Linked DNA regions of Bombyx mori: region 2 is linked to region 1. A link is a contact called in public Hi-C data. All regions are on one chromosome and are shown on one strand. Each heading gives the region's core, a stretch centred on a gene start, on an enhancer-like site or on the middle of the called end of the contact. The rest is flanking DNA. Distances are from core to core; before and after follow the strand shown. Region 1 holds the start of LOC101740983 (conserved oligomeric Golgi complex subunit 3). Region 2 overlaps LOC101742811 (protein bunched, class 2/F/G isoform).

What was found. Hi-C and Micro-C count contacts between places; a contact is called where the count stands out from the background.
Region 2: a Hi-C map of whole pupa shows a contact between it and region 1, with 1.8 times the contacts expected there. The contact joins the enhancer-like site here to the promoter of LOC101740983 in region 1. A contact is called at or near these places in 3 of 7 Hi-C or Micro-C datasets (middle silk gland and whole pupa).

The regions. Positions count from the first base shown.
Region 1 is chr5:3,572,681-3,576,644 of ASM3026992v2, reverse strand. It overlaps LOC101740983 (conserved oligomeric Golgi complex subunit 3), which reads left to right and starts at 2,147. Exons shown (of 11, transcript XM_038010831.2): 1 at 2,147-2,481; 2 at 2,914-3,102; 3 at 3,721-3,847. The coding sequence starts at 2,335. It overlaps LOC101742811 (protein bunched, class 2/F/G isoform), which reads left to right. Exons shown (of 5, transcript XM_062668560.1): 5 at 1-11.
Region 2 is chr5:3,614,991-3,618,954 of ASM3026992v2, reverse strand. The region is part of intron 3 of LOC101742811 (protein bunched, class 2/F/G isoform); the gene reads left to right. Among protein-coding and RNA genes, the nearest start is that of LOC101740983, 42 kb to the right of the region's middle. Within about 2 kb of position 1,809, at least 7 of the 8 cell types and tissues checked have open chromatin away from gene starts, as enhancers often do.

The DNA of each region.
Region 1 (3,964 bases), core at 898-3,397:
AACTACTCAAATTATTTGTTTGTTTTCAACTTATTCCTTAATTTTTTAAGTAAGAAATTGCCTTAAACGAATTTTATACCCTATTCGAGGTAACTGAAGAATTATATGTAATTAAATTAAGAAATGAACAGATGGCAATAAAATAACAATTTTATTAATGAATTCGATCATGAAATAAAAATCTAACTTAACAATTATTCCGCCTATTTCTGCGATGATACAATACAATTCAGATAAACTTCAAAGCTGACACTGGATGGTGGCAATGACGTTGTGACGGCAAGGGGATCCGGCAACCTCCTAATACCAAGTGGGTTGTGAGCTTTTCTACATGTTTAACACATAAAGCTGGCGGTCAAAGTGAAAGCGCAACGAAAAATAGCGAATTTGGTTTTTAAACTATACATAACAATTAAGTCGCAATGAATACTAAATTATAAAGTAATCAACTTGTAGCTCCAAGGCAAGTAGTTTGAAGAAAGCCCTTTAAAACTATTTCACGAAGTAATAGTCAGTTTGGAATAAAGAGATAAATTATTCATTGAAAGTTTAGAAATATCTTGTTGACTTTGATGCCTGACTTTAATTATTTAGTTGTTATGCCCTAAAATTCAAGTATTTCAAAAGCTGTATCCGCAAAATTATATGTAACATCGCACGTTGTGATCTCTGGTATCTCGAAACGGGTATCAAAAAGTAAACCTGTTCTGTGAAACCAGCTTTTTAAGACATATGCAATGAACGATTTATTTAAAAAAAAAACGAATCTGATGGAGGTGAAAAGTTATCTTGAAAGAAAATCAAAAACAGTTTCTTTCTAGTTGTTAAACTCTCTAAACAAAATTCAAATGGTAATATTATTATTATTAGTGATAGCCATATAAAATACAATTTGGTAATAAATAAAAAGTTTATTTGGATAATTAAAGCCAATTAGAAATGCTTTCCTCGTTCCTATAATATTGATAATGTAAATGAAAACTTAAACTGTATTTTCTATGATGAAAATTGTCAATTGAAAACCAAGGAGCGCCATCTTGTGTAGCAATTTGTTATTACATTTTTGTGCTGCCATCTATTGGGTTTTTAATTTACTATAGTGGCTTAGGTAAAAGAAAATGGTCTTGTTATATAAATTTTAAACCTATGGAGGGTTTACTAAGGAGGCCATTTCAGTCTATTAAAAATTGTCCGCTGAGTGGGAGCCAATTGAGGTGGCGCCATAGTAGTAAGTGGAAAGATTTTAAAAACAGCATCCATGGAGTTAATAAGTATACTAACTCTATGACAGCACCATAAACTTCCTCTTCAATCTGCTTAAAACTGCTATATTCATAGCATTTTCATTTTCTACACTATAGCGCTAATTCGGTGAGTCTTCTAACTCGGCGATCGGCTTCTTGTGATACCATTGCTGCCAGTGTCGAGATTATAAAAATGGTCAATTATTAGAGAAAAAAGAAGTATTGATGCTGCTTCACTAGACAGAGAGAGAGAGAGAGAGAATATTGTGCAACAAAATAACCCCAAACGCAGAAAAACACGAAGATTTAAGTTGTTTAAATTGTTTTATTTTGTTGATTTAATGTTTTTTCAAGTTTATGCACAAATGTGTTTTCAGTTTAATTTATCAAATAAATCAACTTTATCTCAATTAAGACCTAATCATTTTTCCAATTGTTAAATATCTAAAAGATTAGGCTGTATGGTGTGATATTTTCGCCTTTCCTGTTGGAAAAATGAAAAGACTGCCACTGTTTCACCACTGGCAGCTTAGGACTTTTTGGCAGGAACGTGAGGGGTGAAGTTGTGTGAATTGTTTTATTTTGTCTTTTTAGTATTTCTTCAGGTTTAAATGTGTAATAAATGTAATAATGGTAGTTTATTAACTGTATAATATCTGTGAAAGTGTACAGACGTGGGAAAATGAAACAAAGCCGCTGAAAAAGTCTCAGTACATAACCATTAATGAGATTATATTTCATCCCATATCATTTCGTTGATTTCGTCTCTATTGATTAATGTATCAAAATAGTAAACTTCATTTTACTTTTCTTTTCATGAAAGAGAATAAAATACACATGCAAAACATTACGCTGTATGGTGTGATATCTTTGCCTTTTCACTTGGAAAAATGGAACTACTACTTAGTTGTCAAATGTCATCAAACTCGTCAATATCAATAAACACTGCCAACCATTAAAGTCAATCCAATATAGATTTCAATATAGATTTGAAATTATAGAATAAGTACGCAAGATCAATAATTACCTAATAGAATTATCAAAATAGCGAAAATAAATTTATCTTAGCCTTTTATGCCGTACTCAAAACATGGATACGATGAGTTTAAAAGAAATACAAAGCAAGTTATTGTTGTGGGAATCGTCTGAAAATCCACTTGCGCCACTCAACTCGGACCAGAGGGAAGCGATTTTGGATCTTGAATCTTTGATTTTAGGAGTTAATGATGAGGGTGGAGTAAGTATCCGAAAAAAATAATAATTCATAGATAGCTACTTCATATTTTACTCACGACTGGACTACAGTTATGCCGAATAGCTACATTAATTTAATATTATAGTTTATTCATATGTGTTACATTTACATTAGGGGCACAGGCTTGTGCCCAGGATAGCCAAAGTTTGAAGAGAGCAAAAGGGGGGGGGGGGGTAAGCAAAAATCGTATAGGATAAATAAATAAAACTGAGAAGTGTGATTACACTAAAAATTTTAATAAGAATACTATAAATTCGTATACTTTAAGTGTGAAGCACTAAGGTGTGCATTCCTTTTGCGCGAAAAGTTTTCCCAATAACAAGGATCCCAAAATGTAAAAAAATAAAGACTGATCTATTTCTTTATGTGAAACAAATATGTGGTAATGGAAACTTTGTGCTATGCACATTACAGGAAAATGGACCAATAGAAAAAGAGACTGTTGACCAAAAATCTATACCATCTGTAGATACAACATATGACTTTTTGGAATGGTATGAGCGACTCTGTGATGATAATATGAAGACTGAAGATGTCCCTTACCAATGCTATTATAAACAATTAGAAGATAGAAGAAATGAATGTATTTCTTTAAACGAACAGGTATGAGCAAGTATAGTCTTGAATTAATTAATGATTAATTTTATTATATTTGAACACAATTTCAAATAATTCGAATAATAAAATTTGGAACAATAACATGGTTAATCCATTAACGAACTCCATCTTAATTTTGGCAAATTTTTCTTTTTAACAACTGATATTGGAATATCCATTTAATATTTGTATATTTGTGGTGCTGCAGTATTTTAAGTGATAGCTGGTTGCTATCAGTTCTTTTCAGACTTACCAGAACTACTGTAAATTGAATGAACATCTACAGTGGGTGGCACTGTAGTGGAATCTTTCTTATCAAATTTGACTAGGCACACCAAAAATGGAGGTGACTCTAATGAGTATTGATAGGGGCTCCTCATACACCAGTGTAGGTGGAATAGCCTCTTAGGCTACCAATGAATAGGAGGTTGACATGTTTACTGGCATTTTTCAATTCCTCTCTCAGCAACACAATGGATCTGGTATTTGCACGGTGAATACATGGATTGCTAGGCTATTCGTCTCCGATGAAAAAGTTTGCGCCTCATTTTTGTAGACAGCGTAACCCAAATACATTATTTGAATAAAATTGCGCACCGTAAATCAACCAGCTTGCTTTTACAGATCAACGAGGCGATGTCGGATCTGCATAAACTAACAGAGCAATACAATTTTGTTTCAAATAAAACAAATGCTCTACACAACATGAGTGAGCAGCTACTGGCTGATCAAAATAAACTATCTGGTATAGGTACGTATAATTGTTATAAGTAATAAAAAAAAATTGTGATGGTTGAGAATAACACACAATAACAAGTGATGGTTTTAAAAATATACCAAAGTTTGTTAGCCGACATAAGTTTTTAAT
Region 2 (3,964 bases), core at 560-3,059, 43 kb before region 1:
TATGATACTAGCTGTAGCCGTCCGCTTCGTTGGGCATTTAAAATTAACATTATTATTTCTCACCCCCACAATGATTCTCATCATTAACGCCCCCGCAACTGTTGTAGGGAGTCCAACACTCATATAAATATTAGCCTATCCATTAAGTACATGTATTTTCTACATGGATACCAAGTTTCAAGTCAATCGGATGCACGGTTCAGTAGTTATAACGGAACATCCGTAAAAACCACTGTAGATTTATATATTAGTACTAGCTGACCCGGCAGACTTCGTAGTGCCTCAATCGATAAATAAAAGACCTAAGCTTTTGTATAAAATAAAGTTACAACAAACAAAAGGATTCGTCCGACGGGGCACACATCAGAGGAAAAAACAAAATTGTTATTTTTATTTAATTCCGAGCATTTTCATATTTATCTTTTACCTTTTAAACCTTCTCTGGACTAACACAAATAATTCAAGACCAAAATTAGCCAAATCGATCCAGCCGTTCTCGAGTTTTAGCGAGACTAACGAACAGCAATTCATTTATATATATATAGATAAATAGTGTAACACCAGAGACAGTTTTAACTATGAATGTGGAATGCTTTAGAGGAAGAGGTAGATCTAAGAAAAAATTGATGGATTTCGTGAAAGACGATATATGTAAGAAGGGAGTGAGCGAAGAAATGGTATGTGATAGAGGAGTATGGAAAGAGAAACCCGTCATATCGGATCCTCCCGATCCACTAACAGTGCTTTTAGGTACCCCAAGCACCGGTCATCGGTCCGTAAATTAACCCACAGACACTTCTCGCCGGATCTTCTCAGTGGATCGCGTTTCCGATCTGGTGATAGATTGTGCGAAGCACGGCTCTTGCTAGGGTTCGTGTTGGCAACATGGTAAGGTTTGAGCCCCGTGAGCTCACCTACTAGCCCGGTGAAATGGTCTCTCTGGACCATCAGCTTAAGTAGGAAAAAAAAACATGTTGCGCCGACCCCAGGTGACTGGGAGAAGGGCAGGTGAATGATGATGATGATGATGATGATAAATATAACAAGAACACAATTACTATAGTTTTATAGCTCGCGCTCGTGGTATTGTCTCTTAGTGCCCTTGGTCGAATTTACGTTCAGAGGAGCATTTAACCTAAATCTTCTTGATTCTGAACAATGCTAACGTGACCTCATTTACTCTCACAGTCGTTGTGATTCGATGCAACCGACCCACATTTATTGTTTTTATATCTATAAAAATAATATGTTTATCATTATAGGTTGTATCGGTCAGAAAGATTACAGCTGTGCGGGATCCAGCTATATGCAATATAAAATATGAATAATATAAAAAATGAAACAACATTGTCACTAATCTACAAAAATAAAGCAAAAAATCAGACGGGTTAGTCCACTATTGTACAAAAAAAAATTTGGATTTAATGGGATCCTGGTTACAATTTTATTATTATTAATATTAATTACCTAATATCGTTATAAATAGATAAACTATTATAATTGATGAGGATAAGTACTCTACTTATCGTACTGTACGCTATGCTATTATACTTTAATGCTTAACAACGGTCGATGGATCTGCTCTTTCAATAAAGAATTCATGTTCGAATTAACCAGCCAATCGAAAACAAAATTTGCGTACCGTCGATGTTCCACCTAAATATAAACAGTATTTTATATCTGGAACAGAGTCTTGCGTACTCATCGGACACTTATAAAAACGGCTTCGAGGTCAAAGCAAACGGCATCGAACAGTACGGCGATCGCACGCGCGTTGTAACGACGCTCCCATCGATATCGATGCCTTATTATCACGCGCAGCAGTGACGTCACACGCGTATGCAACGGCCGCGCCAATGGCTCTTGGCACGTCGACCGCGATTGATTGAGGCTCGTGTCTTCAATAGTACACGTTACGCCGCTGCGACCGGTCGTTTCCCGCATGGTTCAGAAATTGATGGCTGATCTGAAGGTGCTCATCGGAAAACGAGCACCGGCGGCCGGGGGCGCCCCCGCCCCCGCGCCGTCGCCGCCGTCCTCCCAACAACAATATACGAGAAAAGATCTGAAGGCAAATCTACACAGACACATGAGTATCGTTTTGGACAGGTCAGTTGGCGTTTGTATTCGACTTCATGCCATCACTAACTTCAACAAAAACTATCTCCAACATACAACACAAACAGCAGAGTGCTGCACGAACGTTAAACCGGAAGATAACGTACGTTGATAACAAGAAAAACTTACAGATAACACAAATGTACTTGAGCTCTTGCAATGCAACTGAAAAAATTATCAATCATTAAAATTATGAAATATACTTATAAGCAGCATATCTGTAGATAGCGTGTCCGTTAACAATGTTTGTGCCATCGTCACATATCATTTTTTCATGCTATTGCCAATATTTTGTTAATTCATGAATATCAATGCTTGTGGTAGCTTAAATCGAGCTAACATACTTTCGTAATACATTTTATAGAAGAAAAAAAAAACTTGTCAGTGTTTAATGTCTTTCTATTCCCTTTAGCAACCATTTCGCGCAAACAAGATACAGGTTGTATGAGAATCGTCACCGAAGCCGGAATTTATTAATTCGATGCAAACAGAAAATAAGATTTACCAAACTAGGCGTTGCTAAAAAGACTCAAAGCGAAGACGATTTGTAGATGAAACGGTTGAATCTGTGCATCACTTGGTTTTACTTTGCGAAGAGAACTTACCGAACGATACATCAATGAGAAAAATAATACATACTTTATTATTGTGAGCAGGAATACGCCAACAGTACGATCTGCCTGTTTTGAGATACCTATGTTCTACACAGTATATTCAAACATAAGAAGACAATTCTCTTTCATTGATTGTACTTCTTGCGTAAGGCATAATAATTATATCGAAGCGTAAAGTTACAATCTTACGAAACGATTTTAAAATGATAACAGTTTAACCTTCACCATTGCTCGTTCTATTCTAATTTAAACGAAAAAAATTATAATGAAAAATATCTTTGTACTAAATCTCCAGATATTTCATAGGCGATTATCATAATAAAATACTTAATTAAAAATGTTTAGTAAAATATTCTGAATATAACTACCATTATATAATTTAAATTTAGGTAATTAAAACCTTGCGTTGTTTATAAACAATGTACACACGATCAAAACACAACCATCCTAAACCGTTGGCAGAGTTCTCGATGCTAATCTCCGTAAACTCATTAGTTCATTATTACGATGAAAATTTTCAATTACTTCCAGCGCCGCACTTAACATTGAATTTATTTGTGAATGTTGCCGGTTTAATTAACCAGTTATTACTGCCTCAATAAAAAAAATAATCAAACGCAGCCGATGGTCTCAGTTTGAATATCAACCTTAACATTTAGAGCCGAGTGTTAATTAACAAGCGAAGGTTGGGCCGCTGGCGCTCGTGACAGGCTATGATTTTTTTCCTTTTGCTTAAGTATAATCGTTAGGCAATAACGATGGCAAATGTCTTTAGGTTTCCACGATAGATATGTTTTGGGACTCGTGTAGTACATACGTACGTACCCCTGCTGTGGGCCATATTGTCGCTGTCAAACCAAAACCTGCTATGTGCAAAAACTCTATTTTGGATTAACGAGTAAAAACATTTTCATATAACATTTTATATGAAGGTGAATTTTTAAGAACTATATCAAATGAGAGCTATAGATAAATATTAAAGCTATAGACACATAACAGTTTTTTTTATACGGTAGTTAAGGTTATGAACTATACGAAAAAGTCAAAAAGTAAAAATCTCAAATATCCTAGGGGACATAGCAGATTTTGGTTTGACAACGACGATATTCTAGTGTGACTTTTAAAACAATGAAAAAAATAACCTCTTATTAAAAAGGGGGTAAAGTAAAATATTGTGACATGTCCTGTTTCAGACTAGGTTTGAAAAGTCCGTAGACTGCGGTAGTCGGCTA